Regions from separate parts of the Sus scrofa genome. Here all the other regions are linked to region 1. A link is a contact called in public Hi-C, HiChIP or PLAC-seq and promoter capture Hi-C data. All regions are on one chromosome and are shown on one strand. The core of a region is the stretch at or near the end of the contact, and the rest is flanking DNA. Distances in the headings are between cores, read along the strand shown. Region 1 holds the start of FBRS (probable fibrosin-1). Region 2 holds the start of INO80E (INO80 complex subunit E). Region 3 holds the start of VKORC1 (vitamin K epoxide reductase complex subunit 1). Region 4 holds the start of ZNF646 (zinc finger protein 646). Region 5 holds the start of MVP (major vault protein).

Region 1 (2,819 bases), core at 214-2,713:
CTCCTCCTCGGCCTCCCCATCGTCTGCGCCCCCCTCCTCCTCCTCCTCCTCTTCCTCCCCGCGGCTGCCCGAGCCGGCAGGCCGCTTCCGAGCTCGGGGTCGCGGGGGCCGAGGCCTGGGACGCGGCCGCCGCCGTCTCGGGCCTCCCGGCCGCTCTCCAGATGAAGCTGACGACCAGGGCCTGGCGGGCGGCGGCGGCGACGACGAGGACGAGGAACCGCGCGGGGCGGCCAATAGGGCCCGGGGCGCGTCGCCGCCGGGACCTCGGCGGCGCCGCTGCTCCCGGTCTCGGTCTCGGCGCGAGCAGCGCCGCCGCCGCCGCTCCCCCTCAGCGGCCCAGCCCGGGCCGGGAGCCGCGGCCGCTGCCGTCTCCATGGCGACCGCCCTCAGCGCCGCATCCGGAGGCGGCGGGGCCCGAAGCGGCCTGTCCGCAGGCCCGGGGTCGCACGCGCGGCGCTGGCGGCTGCACAGGGACGAGAGGGCCACGGCTTCCCCTTTAAAGCAGGATCTCCTGGCCCCGAGCTTGCCCCAAGGCCAAGGCCCGGGAAGCCGGCGCCGCCCCCGGGGCGACAAGCCTGAGGGCCCCCCCTGTGGGGCCGGCGGGGACGAGACGACGAAAACGGAGCGGCCGTTCCTTTAAGGCAAGGCCTCAAGTTGTTCAGCCCCTGTCCCCTTTAAGACGACCCGACGGTGTCCGACCGGCCTAGTTCGGTGGCCGCCCCCTGCCAGGGGTCGAGACAAGTCTCCCCGAGGAAGAGGAAGGGCCACCCCTTTAAAAGGGGCCGAAAGCTCGACCCGAAACGCAGACCTCCCCTTTAAAAGTGCCTCAAGTCCTCCGACGAAAAGAGGCCACCCCTTTAAGGAGTCCAGGGTTCTCCAAACAGCAGGCCGCCCCTTTAAGGGCTCGGGAGTTAGTTTCTAGTCCTCCACAAGCAGCCACTTCCCCTTTAAGTTGAATTTAAAGGACTTCTTGCGTGGGGGAGGAGAGGCGGTGAGAATCCCCACTCCTTCCAATTCTCCCAACAGCACAGTTCTCAATTTGTCAGCGTCTGTTCGGTGGCTTCCCCTTTAAAGGCTGGCGTTGTAGTCTGCCGAGATGAGTGGCCACCCCTTTAAGGAGATTTAAAGGGGCCTCCTCCAAGCCCAGCTCTTCCAGCCTCCGCCTCCGGTCGCCATGAAAGGCGCGAGGGGGGGGCGGGGCCGCGGGGGCCAGCCCTCCAAAGCCCCGGATGTGAGGCAACGGTGACGGGTAGAGCTTCTCTGTCTGCCGACATAAAAGTCTCTTCCTCCTTTCCTCCGTCTCTGTCTGACTTGCGCCTTAAGGGATCCGGAACGGCTGCTGGGTAGGGAGGGAGCTTCTGCGTACCCTCCTGTTGTCTCCTTTGGAGTCTGGGGCCTCCTCTCCGCCAGGACTTCCCTGCCCCTCCTCCCTCTTCCTCCTCAGCCTACGCCTCCTTCCTCTCTTTGCCTCCTCCCACTCTCCGCCCCCTTCCCCTCACCCCTCTACAGGCTTAGTCGTTGATAGGTTGAGACGTGTACGTCAAGGCGAAGGGCGGAGTCAAACTCCGGGGAGTGGGTAATATGTAGCCGCCCTCAAATCTTGGATTGGGTATACGTCAGATTAGCTCCTCCCTTCATCAAGTCTTATGACTCGACTGGTTAGAAGTACGTGCTTGGGGCGGTCCTTCAGATGACCCCGCCTCTTCCTGCTCTTCGTTCATTGGCCCGTGACCTGACGGCGTCTAGGCAAGGATCCGGATGGGGTGCGCGAGTCCTAGGGACGGTTGGCCGCTGGGCGGCGCGGGGCCGAGGCAGGTCCTTGTCTGCCGCGCGCTACGTCTTCTCTCCCTTTCCGCCGTTTGGCTTAGTCCACCGGCCGCTTGGCTTTTCGCGCACGCGCGTGGTGGTACCTCCGTCGGGTAGCTGCTCAGCGGGATCTCCCGCGGTGCGGGATGGCTAGAGCTTGCGGCGTGTTTTGAGAGCTCTAGTCGCGCGGCAAGCAAACCGCATCCCGTTATGGGTCGGTGCAGTGAGAGAGTGCTTGCCTATGGTCTCCGCGTTCTAGCAAGAAACACCTTGTCCTGTGTGCCGGGCACTTTCTCTCATATTAACTCGTTTGACAGTACGAAGTCTCTTAGGAAGATACTCCTATCAGCCCCATTTTACAGAAGGAGCAGGGAATTGATGCAGGTTTAATTTCCCAGCCAGGGTTTGGACTCAAGTTTAGCTCCAGTCAGTGCTCTTGACCACTGCTGTATTTTGCCTCTAAGTTATGAAAGATGTACAGTGCCACTTACGTCCGCTGGTTGTTTAGGTTACCCTTTTAAGGTGGACATAGCACTGGAACAGTCAACTTGCTTGCTTATATATTAAATGGGTATGACTCTCACAAGGCTTTGTGTAGGTCAGGTAACTGGGACAGGTTGTTGTAGGTGCTTAATTATAGCTGAGTACTCAGCTCTTGAATCCAGCAGGAGGATCCTGGCCTGTGTGTTAGGAGGAACTCAGGGCCATGGTGATCAAGGCCTTCGTCCACTCTGGGTCTTTACATCTGTCCTCTGCGACGTAAGTGAGTTGAGAGAACCCTGACCAGGTATAGAATCATAGTATCTTCTGGAGGAAATTCAGACGTATCCATATGGGAAAATTCTTTTTTTTCCTTTTTAGGGTTGCAGCTGCAGCATATGGAGGTTCCCAGGTTAGGGCTTGAATCAGAGCTTAGCTGCTGGCCTACACCACAGCCACAGCAATGCCAGATCTGAGCCACATCTGTCACCTACACCACAGCTTGCAGCAACACTGGACCCTTAACCTGCTGA
Region 2 (2,819 bases), core at 208-2,707, 460 kb after region 1:
ACGCTTTGGCCTTTCATCCTCAGCGGGACTGACTTCTGCCGTCTCATTCTTTGCTGGGGGGCTGAAGCAGTCTGGGCTGGAGGCTGCAGAGCTGGGCTCTGGAATGTGGAGAGAAGAGAAGGTTGGGAGAGGTTTCTCCTGTCACTTTCTTCCTCCACTTGGGATAAACTGCCTCTAATCCTGCTCTGACAGACGGAAGGGCAGTAGGAGACAGCGCTCAGTCTACCCTTTTCCTAGTGCCTGACGCACCCATCCAGCGCCCTCATCTAAGGCCTTGGGGCATAGCTCACGCGCAACAAGTAAATACGTTTTGAATGGACCACCTATGTAGAAAGCACTAACCTGACTCTGAATTGAAACGGAACCTTTTCCTCTCTCGGTCATGGCAGAGGGTGGGAGACCTCTTCGCCTTCTTGGCAAGGTCGAGCCTCTCTTCCTTGGCACCCGTTTCATCCACCTGTGTGGAGCATCAAGAGGGCAAAACATGAACCAAGGTTGTTTTCGGCCCCGCCCCCCTCAGGCTCCTCCGCCGCCGCCTCCACAACCCCCGCCTCTGGTGACCCCGGCTGGCGCCCTCACCTGCATCTTCAGCAGCTCCTCCTCCACTAGCCTCTTCAGCGCCTGCTTCTCCTCAGGTTCCAGGTGGTCGCGGCCGGCGTGAGCCAAGAACCTCTGCCGCACGATGGAGTGCGTAAGCGTGCTGCAGAAACACGTGTCAGGACAGAGTCCCCGTCCCGCCCCTGCCCTTTCCAACCCCAACGCCAACCTCCGGTGCACCTGAGGTCCGGGCGGCCTCGGAAGAAGCTACGGGTGAACTCCTGCATCTCATTCTCCCGCGCCATTTTGCTCCACCCAGAATACTGGTGGCTCCCGCCTTTTTTCTTCCCGGCCTCCGTCCACGCGTTTGACAGGAGCTTGCGCACGCGCAGAGTCGTAGAGCCGTGAGGCTAGCGACCGTTGAAGGTCCGTTGCGGGCCGCTTAGACCGAGAACTTTACCAGACAAAACTTGCTCTCCCCGGGCAGTGTGTGTGTTTGGGGGGGGGGTGTCTCGCAGCTCCTTCCTCTTTTTTTTTTTTTTTTTTTTAAGAACGAAGCGCTTCGAAAGTTTTCCTTAGAAACCGATTCGCAGCCCGCAACCTTTGGGTAACGCAATCAACCTGCGACGCTGCCTCCGTTCGTGATCACGGGCAGCAGTTAGGCCTCTGTGATTTTCGAAAGACAGAAAGAAAAGGGCGTCCCCACCTAGAGACTAGGAATTCCAGGGAGAAATTCGTCTTGTGGCTTCAAATCGCTAAGCACATTCCAAGTCAGTAAGGAAGCCCTTCGGCAGCCGACATCTCTGTGACGTCTTCACGTCGCGGCGGCGCCATCTTCCGCGTATCCCCTGGAAACAACGCTCCTTTCACGGTGGTCCCTCGGAGCCACCCCCTGTGGTCAAGATCTCTGGGCGCGGTGGACTCTGGGAGTTGTAGTCCCAGCGAACACAGCCTAGCCGAGTCTCCGGAAGTGGAAGCGGAAGAGGCCGGGCCGAGGCGGCTTTCGGGTAGCGGGACCCCGGACTAGGTTTGGGGCGCCACTCCCGGACCCAGTCATGAACGGGCCGGCGGATGGCGAAGTGGACTACAAGAAGAAATACCGGAACCTGAAGCGGAAGCTCAAATTCCTCATCTACGTGAGTGCTGGGTGGAGTGGGAAGGTGGAGGGGGGTGAGGCCTGGCGCTGGTAGGACGTCCGTTTAGTTCTGTGTAAAGGGAGCAGGGTACTCTGTGGCCGGCTTCCGAGCCCCATTTACGGATGGCAGGTGGCTCAGCATCCACCTTGCCCTTGATACAGGAACACGAGTGCTTCCAGGAGGAACTGAGGAAGGCACAGAGAAAATTGTTGAAGGTGTCCCGGGACAAGAGGTGAGACAGGCTCCGAGGGGAGGAGGGAGACCAGAGTAGATCTACATTCGGCCCCCACCCTGGAATGGGCCACAAATGCATGATGCCTGCCTGGGGACTGTTGTGAGGACGGGGCCAGTTCGAAGGGACGGGGGCTCAAGAGAACGTTGCAGAGATGGGAATAAACACTCATTGTTCCCCCCGCCTCTTTCCTCAGTTTCCTCCTAGACCGACTTCTGCAGTACGAGAACGTGGATGAAGACTCTTCTGGTGAGCAGGGTCATGGAAAATTGGTGGAGGACATGCTCCTGGCGCTCCAGCCAGCTCACTGGGCCCTCCTTTTAGACTGGAGGCCAGTACACCTCTGGTGGTTCCTAAGCCTGGTTGCTTGCCCTCCACCTCCCCTGTTTGTTAACTCAAGTATTACTGGATATCTACTTCGTTTCAGGCACTGTGCTCTGCACAGGGAATGCAGTGGTGACTGAGATGCACAAAGCTTCTGGGAATTTGTATTGTAATTAGGTGTAATAAGAGAGCAAAGAAATAAACTAGAGTTTTAGATTCGAAAGGCATAAAATCAGGGTGATATGGTAGTGATTGGAATAAAGCAGGGGTTGATAAACGTTCTCTGTAAAGAGCTAAGTAGGCATTCCTGCTGTGGCACAGTGGGTTAAAGATCCGGCCGCGTCACTGCAGCAGTTAAAGCAGTGGTGTAGGTCGAAGGTGCAGCTTGGATTTGATCCCTGGCCTGAGATCCTCAGGTGTGGCCTCCATATGCTTCAGGTGCGGCGAAAAAGGGGAAAGAGAGCGGGAAAAGAGCCAAGTAGACTTTGCAGAACATATACCTTTTGTTTCAGCGTCTCAGCTGAATAAAAGCTGCAGTTGCCGGCCTACACCACAGCTCACGGCAACGCCAGATACTTAACCCACTGAGT
Region 3 (2,819 bases), core at 97-2,596, 360 kb before region 1:
GAGAGAGGAGGGCCAGCAGGAGAAATATCACAGAAGCCAGAGGAAGAGAGAATTCCCAGGAAGGTGTGCCTAACAGTGTCTAATACTGTTGGGAGGTCAAGCATGATAAGAACTGAAAAATATCCATTGTATTTGGCATCTTGGGGACACCAGGCATTAGTTGTCAGGGGAATACTGGGGGCAGGAGCTAGTTTATGGTGTGCTGGGCAGCAAGGAAGAAGAGATTGGCAGTGTAAAATCTTCCCAAACATTTGATTGTGAAGGGATATTTGTTGCAGCTTCTTCTTTTTTTTTTTTTTTTTTTTTTTTTTTTTTTGTCATTTTGCCTTTTCTAGGGCCACTCATGTGGCATATGGAAGTTCCCAGGCTAGGGATCTAATCAGAGCTGTAGCTGCCTACCTACACCACAGCCACAGCAACACGGGATCGGAGCCACATCTGCGACCTACACCACAGCTCATGGCAACGCCGGATCCTTAACCCACTGAGCAAGGCCAGGGATTGAACCTGCAACCTCATGGTTCCTAGTCGGATTCATTAACCACTGAGCCACGACGGTTGCAGCTTCTAAAATGCGGGAAAGTGAGAGGTCTTTTGTGCGCAGTGGGTTAAAGATCTGGCCGTTGTCACTGAAGCAGCTTGGGTTGCTGCTGTGGCGCCTATTTCATACCTGGCCCAGGAACTTCCACATGCTGTGGCAGGCATGGTCAAAAAAAAAAAAAAAAAAAAAGAATCGTGAAAAGTTTTAATGCAAATGGGAAGGAAGAAGAGATATAGGTGAGATGGGTCTTCAGTCAGTAGATGCTACATCTGTGTAGGGGAGAGCTCAGCTAGCCCACCGAGGGCTTGGAAAGGAGGGACTGTTGAGTTGATCTGGGCTCAGGTTTCGCCAGGTGGCGCCACAATAGAACAGAGGTTAAGATACTGTCCAGGGTAGGGTGGACGTGACAGAGCTGGGAATGTAGGGGAGAAACGGAGAGAGAAATCGGCCATTAGGAGGCGCTGGTGCAGCAGGAGGGAATGGCTAAGCAAGCTAGGCTGATCGAAAGTTGGAGTCCAAAAAAGTTTGAGATAATTTCAGGGAAAACGCTTGGTTCTTGATTGCATCGCTATGTTTGCTGGATTCCCTGATCCGCTGGTCTCTCGGTCTTGGATGTTTCAAAGTTAGAACAGGACTTGGCATAGAATAAGCGCTATATACTGTAATTTAAAAACCAATATAATTTTTAAAACTCCGGAGACTCCATTACCCGTGAGGCATTGCGGCCGCCCAGACTACAACTCCCATCATGCCTGGTAGGCCTTCAAATCCGTAAATACCCACGTCCCTTGATCTGGTTTTCCAGTCCCAGCATTCCTCAACTGTTTTCTTAGTGCCGCAGCACGCCTGCCAAGTCCTAGGAACAACCAATTAGGTCAGGGAGTACGAGACCAGCAGGCCAATCGCCCAGTCAGAGGGGCGAGAGGGGGAGTGGCCAGATCCTGCCCCGCCCCTGCTCCGTGGCTGGCTCCATTTCGGCTGGTGCCTCGGGCGGGACCACTCGGGCGGGACCAGAAGACATGGGCACTACCTGGCGGAATCCTGGCTGGGTGCGGTTCGCGCTTTGCCTCGCGGGCTTAGTGCTGTCTCTCTACGCTCTGCACGTGAAGGCGGCGCGCGCCCGGGACCGGAATTACCGCGCTCTCTGCGACGTGGGCACCGCCATCAGTTGTTCCCGCGTCTTCTCCTCCAGGTGCGCGCGCGCGTGGAAGGCTTGGGGGACCTGCCTGTTCGTAGAAGTGGTGCATGGGAACCGGGTGTGCATGGCGGCCAGGTTGCCAGATGATCCTCAAATGTGGGATCTGGGTGCCCGGGGAGCGGACGCACAGGGGCGAGCTGCTCAAGGGGGCGTTGCCTGGTGAAATGGGTGTGTCCGAGTTAGAAGTGTGAGGCCGAAGGGGCAGATAGTGCTTTGTACTGAAGTTATTCGAGGGAGTGCACGTGGATCCTGATGACGAGGAATAACAGTGACTGGGCACGACGGGGAGGTGTGAGCACGTGTAGGCACTGATGATGGTCTTGAGGACGGCCGTACCTGGGGCCAAGGTGGCCAGGTCCGACTGTGCTCTAGAGTCCAGGGTTAGTGGGATGACCTAAGAGAGAGGAGGGGAGTGCGTGGCCAGGATGTTGGAAGTTTAGGGGTCCAGGACAGGGAGATTCTGCCCTCGTTTCCCAGTCTCTGGTAATCATAAGGCAAGATGAAGAGTTATATCCACCTTGCCATCTTATGAATTATTGAAAGTCTAAGATGAAAAGAGCAGTCTATGGGGGAGCCATGGTCAGGCGTGGTCTGACCCGAAGATGGGGGAGGATAGGGGCAGTGACATGGGATCCTGACGTGGCCAAAGAAAGGCCATACCAGGAGGTCATTGACCCTTGGACTCAGGTGGGGGTTGGGGGAAGAGGGAGAAGGGGAAGGACAGCCCTGGTGGTTCGCTGGAAATGCTCTTCCCATGTCAGGGGCCACAGTTGACACTCCTAACCTGGGGCCTCCCCTCCGCCAGGTGGGGCCAGGGCTTCGGACTGGTGGAGCAGGTGCTGGGCAAGGACAGCGTCCTCAATCAATCCAACAGCATATTTGGCTGCATCTTCTACACACTACAGCTGTTGTTAGGTGAGTGTTGCACCCTCTCATGACGTGACAGGCCCCTTCCCCTCTTGGCCAGCCCAGCCCCATCCCTTGGCAATCTTTTTTTTTTTTTTTTTTTTTTTGGCTTTTTGCTATTTCTTGGGCCGCTCCTGCGGCATATGGAGGTTCCCAGGCTAGGGGTCGAGTCGG
Region 4 (2,819 bases), core at 236-2,735, 340 kb before region 1:
AAAGGTGCTCCCCCATCTCCCCTGTTCCCTTCAGGGTCATGAAGTCTCCTTTATGAATTTCAAACTATCTTCCATCTCGGAAATACCATCTCATTTCTGATTCTTCACCCCCTACCTTTTTTCTTTCCCATGCCTCCTCACTTTACACTCCAGCATCCCTTCTGATTTTTTCTTCTATCTTCTCTCATAATACTGATGACAAGAGCAACCCCTGCTACCTAAGTATTACCATGTGCCAGGCACTGTGCTAAGTAAAGAACAGGTGTGGTGTCACTTAGCCTTCACAACACACTGCAATGCCTGTTACCTCAGTTTACACACTGGCCAACCCACTATTCTGGCAAGCTTCTTTCCAAAGCCCTTGCTCTCTCCATAGCAGGCCCCATGCCTCCTACATCACTTTGGCCTTCTCTGACCCTTCACTCCCACGGGACCCTAATATAACTCCTATCTCTGACTCTAAACCCCTTACTGAACCTGCTCCCCAAATCCTCACCTCACCAAGCCCCTTCGCTCAAGAGTCTCTTCTCGTCATCAACCACCAGTGAGGTCCTAACCTCACTCATCTCCTAGGCCAGTTTTCTCCTAGGACCCCTACCTCGCACCGGTGACCCCTTCTCGTTCCCGCCGCGGGTGCGTCCGTTGGGGACGGCGAACGGGAGCGCGCCTGCGCACTGGGACCCTCACCCTAACTGCAGCCGCGCGCCCCAAGGGGTGGCTGTTGGGGGGCTCTCGCGCTCCCACACACGCACACTCCACCAGGGCTCCTGGGAAGTGGGAGGGGAGGGAAAGAGGGAAAGGAGAGGGGGAGAAGGAAGGAAGTAGAGGAAAGAGGGCGCAGCTGGCACGAGCCAGCAGTCTACCCTCACCTCCTCGGACACTTCCTATTGTTATTAGGAAACAGGAAGTGTCCTGGCGGCAAAAGCTTCCCCGCGAAACTTCCGCCCTGAGAATACTTCTGTCCCGCCTCCAAGCAGCCACATTTCCGGTGCTAGGAGAGACACAGCTTACCCGACTCTGACCCCGCCCACGTAGGTCAAAAGCTGCGTTGTTCTGCACTAACCTTAGCCACACTTCCGGGAAGAGCCGCTAAAATCGTTCCGGTGCATGTTGGCTGAGCGCAGAGGAGGGGAAAAAAAGGGTTGGTTCTGCAGCCCTGGCCTCAGTATTTTGGCGACACTTTTCGGGGGGCTCCCTGAAGAACTTCCCAAGACAGATGGAGGGAGCTTCATTCACTCCTTGTTATTAAGGGAAATTTTGTGGAATGAATATAAGCGGACTTAGGTACTCCAAGTCTTGAGCATGGCCTTTCTGTCCTCCCACCTTCTAGTTCACGGTGACCTTTCCCCAGGCTAGCAATAGCCAGTGCACCCGCAAACCTACTCCGGTGTTCCCTGTCATTAGCACCCACAGAGACCCCTTGCAAAGGGTTTCTCCTCCACCTTCGGTTGGGGGTGCGCCGGTACACTTTGTGTTCCTCCCTAGGGAGGAAAGCTCCCTTCCACTTCCGCTCGTTGGCTCCGCCTCCTCCCACCCCCACCCGCTGGGTCCTAGCGCCTGCCCCTCCCTGGCTGTGTCCCGGGCTCTGTCGGTGCGAGGAGCTGCCGCTGGCGCCACGGAGCCGGCCCGAGTCTTCTCAGGTAGGAAACGCCGGCAGGAGTCCTCAAGGGCCCCCAGGCGGCCCCAGAGCGGACGCGATCCGAGCGGGCCTCAGTTTCCCTGTGGGTGCCGAGGGCGGATGGGGTTAGCCTGGCGCGAGCAGCGCGGGCGGGGCGGGAGGAGTGCGGCCCCGGGAGGGCGCGGGCGGGCTCCGGGCCCAGCGGGTCCTAGAACCCGCCGGCTGTCCCGGCGGGCCGGCTGCAGCGGACGCCTGGTCTCGGCCGGCACGGCTGCCCGCCTTGCATGGTGCGGGCCCGAGGGTCCTAGAGCCCGCCATGTTGCGGGCTTTTGTCCCAGGCGCGCGGCCGGCCTTGCACGGTTCTCTGGTGCCGGCGGCCCCCTCCCCGGTCGAGGTCTCGGCCGCCCCTCCCGCGGTCCTAGAGAACGCCATCTTGCAGGCCTTTGTCCAGAGCCTGGCCTTCGGTCCATTCATTTGTTCATTCTCTCATTCATCGTTCCTTTCTTCTTGCCACATTATCCGATGCCACGTTTTCCCAGGGCTTTTTCTGCGAAGAGTCAGCCCAGGGCCCTGCCCTGCGGGGCTCTCTGCCTGGAGGGATGCGGACACATAGATGGTTGCAGGGAGCTGGAAGCGCAGGGATTTCGCAGATCTTGGCTCTAACGCCCTTCAAACTCCCACGTGCCTCAGAGACCCCACTTTTCTGATGAGAAAACTGAGGCCCAGAGTGTAGTGGTGCCCTTACCTCTACTACCTATTAATTATTCCTGGGGGCACTGGGGAAGCAGGTATTTGAAGGATGCAACAGTTTTCCAACAGGAGAAGGCAGAGGGAACTGCGTACGGGGATGTATTTAGGTGGGGAAGTTTGAGAATTGCGGCTGGAGCTATGGTGCGGAGGGGCACAGTGCCTCTGGAGGTGAGGCTGAAAAAAGTGGGTTGGGATTAGGTTATGGGCTAACCAGATTGCATGGATGTTCAGGAGATGACTAGCTCGCCTCTCTGCATGGTTCACAGTTCCCCATCTGCTATCTCACCGGATCTCCCGTGGCCTGTGAGGCCTACCGGTGACTACTTGTTTACATGTGGGGAGACTGAGATGGAGAGAGGATAAAAAGTGGGCTCTTCACTTCATCCCTGCCTGCAGGGTTCTAGCCTAAACCCTTTGGGAATTAAATCTGCATTCCTGGCATTTAGAGCCT
Region 5 (2,819 bases), core at 100-2,599, 310 kb after region 1:
AGCGGTCCAATTGGAGCTGCAGCCCCTGGCCTACACCACAGCAACACGTGATCCGGCCACATCTGCGACCTACACCACAGCTCACGGCAACACTGGATCCTTAACCCACTGAGCAAGGCCAGGGATCGAACCTGCAACCTCATGGTTCCTAGTAGGATTTGTTGCTGCTGTGCCACGACAGGAACTCCCAATTCTGTTTTAAATTCTCCGAAGGAGGAGTTCCTGCTTGGTGCAGTGGATTAAGAATCTGATTGCAGTGACTTGGTTCACTGGAGAGGGACGGGTTCAATCCTGGGCCTGGTGCTCTGGGTTAAAGGATCGGGCGTAGCCTCAGCTGTGGTTTGGATTCAGTCCCTGAACTTCCATGTGCCATGGCTGCGGCCGTTAAAAAAAAAAGGAGTTCCCATTGTGGCTCATCGGAAATGAACCCAACTAGTATCCACGAGGATGCGGGTGTGATCCCTGGTCTTGCGCAGTTGGTTAAGGATCCGATGTTGTTGTGAGCTGTGGTGTAGGTCGCAGATGTGGCTTGGATCCCGAATGGCTGTGGCTGTGGTATAGGCTGGCAGCTGTAGCTTTCAACCCCTAGCTTGGGAACTTCCATGTCCTGCACGTGCAGCGGTAAAAAGCAAAAAAAAAAAAAAGTCTTCCAAAGGATTTTATTGCTGGGGTGTAAGAGCTTATCAAAATGAGAATCCAGGAGTTCCCATCGTTGCTCAGTGGTTAATGAACCCAACTCTCATCCATGAGGACACAGTTTCCATCCCTGGCTTTGCTAAGGATCCCAGCATTGCCAAGGCTGTGGTGTCGGCCGGCAGCTACAGCTCTGATTCGACCCCTCGCCTGGGAACCGCCATATACCGTGGGTGCGGCCCTAAAACAATTTAAACAAAGAGAATCCAACACACACACTGTGCCCCCACCAAGGCTTCCATTTAAACAAAGAGATCCGTACCCCTTATCGTGATCTGTGAGTCATTTCTTGGGCCTCATCTTTCCTGTCTCCCCCAGTTCTGCATTTGCCCTTGAGCAGACCTCCCCGTTCCTGCCCTGGGGCTTTTGCACTTGCTGGTGCCTGCCTGGGCTGCTCTTCCTAGGTCTTCACATTACCTGCCCCTTCTCATACGTCCAGCCTTCACGGCCCACCCCATCTGAGGCCCCAGCCCTACACCACAGCCCCTCCAGGACAGGCCTAGAAGTCGCTCTGTTTCCCGAGCTCCTCAAGTGAGTCATAAGATCCCAGGAAGGTCCGGGGCACAGAACCTCAGTCGCGCCCACATTTCTCTCCTTCCCCTTCTGCAGGAAGCTCAGCCCGGAGCCAGAAACGGGAGGCCCGCCTGGACAAGGTCCTCTCGGACATGAAGCGGCACAAGAAGCTGGAGGAGCAGATCCTCCGGACCGGCAGGGACCTCTTCAGCCTGGACGCAGAGGACGCCAGCCCCCCCAGCCCCGCGCTCCGGGCCTCGGGAAGTAGCCTCTTCCCCAGGCAGCGCAAGTACTGAGCGCCTCTGCCTTTAGGGTGCAGAGTCCTGACCTGCTGGCCCTCCCTCCCTACCCCGGGGGCGCTGGGGCACCTGGGAGGAGCAGAGACCCTGCGAACTCCCAACACAGCACCTTACCAGAAAGAGGACATGTGTATGTGTGTGTGTGTTTTCTATGGAACCGTTGTTTGGACACCTGGGCTGAATTTTCTGAATCTAAAATAAAAAAAGAAAAGTAGCAGGTTATCTTCTCTTTAGAGGAGGTACTGCCGCTGGAGCACACGCAGGCCTGGAGAGGCAGAGTCGGACCCACCCTGATGGGAAATGCCAGCCAGAGGGGGGAGAAGCCAACTCAGCACCACCCCCCCCCCCCCCCGCCGCCGCCCTAGGCCTTGGACCCCCTCCTAGTTTCATTCCAGCGCTGCCAGCTGGCTCTGAGGCGGGCATTCCTGAGCACTGAATGAGCTGCAGTGCCTTCAGCTGCAGTGAAAGCCTCCCACAGGAGAGAAACAAACCCAAAAAACTCAACGAGAACCAGCTGCAAGGGCCCTTTAAATGCCCAAGCCCCACCCCTGCGCCTGGCCTGCCCTGCCGGGAAGTGATCCCTAGGGCTGGGTGAAGGCGGCTCCCTCTCCGAGCTGAGGCGTCAGCTGCAGCCAGCCACACTTCTGGATGTAAGTACTCCGTCCTGGCTCCCAAAGCCCCAAACCAGCTGGCGGGCCCTTGTCCCCCACCCCCAAGACCTCTCCCTAGCTCTGTCCTGCCTTCGCCGACTCGCGTGGGCTGGGGCAGGTGGCTTTAGAACTAGAGCCGGGAGAAGGTGGGTGGAGGCTTGGCCTTGGGAGATACCGCTGGCCTTGTTTTTTCGGGCTTCTGAAGGCAAAAGGCAACTCATCTGACCCCTCGCCAAACCCCATCTCAGGCCTCTCGGACTTTGAGCTCCCACATCCGCAGTAGGGGCAGGGGAAGCTTCACGGGTCCGTTCACACCCCCTCCTGGACTGAGACTGGTCCCTGCTGTCCTCATCTTTTCCCTCCCCCTGGGGACCTGGGCTCTGGTCGCTCCCCTTGAGCTCTTAGAACGCGCCCCCCGTGGAGGTTCCTCAACCCTGCAAACGCTGAGGTTTCCACCACTACCCCCCTCGGCTCTGCGCACGGCGGGCCTTGCAGTTCATTTGAGAGGTCGTCGGCAGAGTAATCTTCAGATAGGCTTGATTTCTAGAAGGCATAGATGAGGAAGGTGCTTTTTCCTCTTCGGGACAGGGAAGTGAAAACAGGCAGCTCTTTTGGACCTGCCAGCCCAGTGACTCTGGAGACCTCAGAAGCATGGAGCGTTGGG

What was found. Promoter capture Hi-C pulls out the DNA fragments that hold promoters and counts their contacts. A called contact is a pair of places that touch in the nucleus more often than the background predicts. HiChIP or PLAC-seq counts read pairs in DNA pulled down with a chosen protein or histone mark.
Region 2: an H3K27ac HiChIP or PLAC-seq map of alveolar macrophages shows a contact between it and region 1. The contact joins the promoter of INO80E here to the promoter of FBRS in region 1. A contact is called at or near these places in 2 of 5 promoter capture datasets (fetal liver and liver) and 1 of 2 datasets of contacts at active chromatin or transcription factors (alveolar macrophages).
Region 3: a Hi-C map of liver shows a contact between it and region 1, with 2.3 times the contacts expected there. The contact joins the promoter of VKORC1 here to the promoter of FBRS in region 1. A contact is called at or near these places in 3 of 47 Hi-C or Micro-C datasets (heart right ventricle, liver and retroperitoneal adipose tissue) and 1 of 2 datasets of contacts at active chromatin or transcription factors (alveolar macrophages).
Region 4: a promoter capture Hi-C map of liver shows a contact between it and region 1, with 4 times the contacts expected there. The contact joins the promoter of ZNF646 here to the promoter of FBRS in region 1. A contact is called at or near these places in 1 of 5 promoter capture datasets (liver) and 2 of 2 datasets of contacts at active chromatin or transcription factors (alveolar macrophages and skeletal muscle).
Region 5: a contact with region 1 is called in a Hi-C map of skeletal muscle, with 2.8 times the contacts expected there. The contact joins the promoter of MVP here to the promoter of FBRS in region 1. A contact is called at or near these places in 3 of 47 Hi-C or Micro-C datasets (liver and skeletal muscle) and 1 of 2 datasets of contacts at active chromatin or transcription factors (alveolar macrophages).

Annotation. Positions count from the first base shown.
Region 1 is chr3:17,742,348-17,745,166 of Sscrofa11.1, forward strand. FBRS (probable fibrosin-1) reads right to left here and starts at 1,464. Exons shown (of 18, transcript XM_021086415.1): 1 at 1-1,464. The coding sequence starts at 375.
Region 2 is chr3:18,200,635-18,203,453 of Sscrofa11.1, forward strand. It overlaps INO80E (INO80 complex subunit E), which reads left to right and starts at 1,458. Exons shown (of 6, transcript XM_021088007.1): 1 at 1,458-1,673; 2 at 1,835-1,905; 3 at 2,102-2,154. The coding sequence starts at 1,593. HIRIP3 (HIRA-interacting protein 3) reads right to left here and starts at 1,273. Exons shown (of 8, transcript XM_021087988.1): 1 at 778-1,273; 2 at 580-700; 3 at 343-457; 4 at 1-98. The coding sequence starts at 842.
Region 3 is chr3:17,384,884-17,387,702 of Sscrofa11.1, forward strand. VKORC1 (vitamin K epoxide reductase complex subunit 1) reads left to right here and starts at 1,347. Exons shown (of 3, transcript XM_003124473.5): 1 at 1,347-1,733; 2 at 2,545-2,654. The coding sequence starts at 1,561.
Region 4 is chr3:17,405,145-17,407,963 of Sscrofa11.1, forward strand. ZNF646 (zinc finger protein 646) reads right to left here and starts at 1,486. Exons shown (of 3, transcript XM_021086398.1): 1 at 1,064-1,486. ZNF668 (zinc finger protein 668) reads left to right here and starts at 1,119. Exons shown (of 4, transcript XM_013987708.2): 1 at 1,119-1,640.
Region 5 is chr3:18,055,199-18,058,017 of Sscrofa11.1, forward strand. It overlaps MVP (major vault protein), which reads left to right and starts at 1,350. Exons shown (of 15, transcript XM_021086424.1): 1 at 1,350-2,155. PAGR1 (PAXIP1-associated glutamate-rich protein 1) reads left to right here. Exons shown (of 3, transcript XM_013987719.2): 3 at 1,303-1,722. The coding sequence ends at 1,502.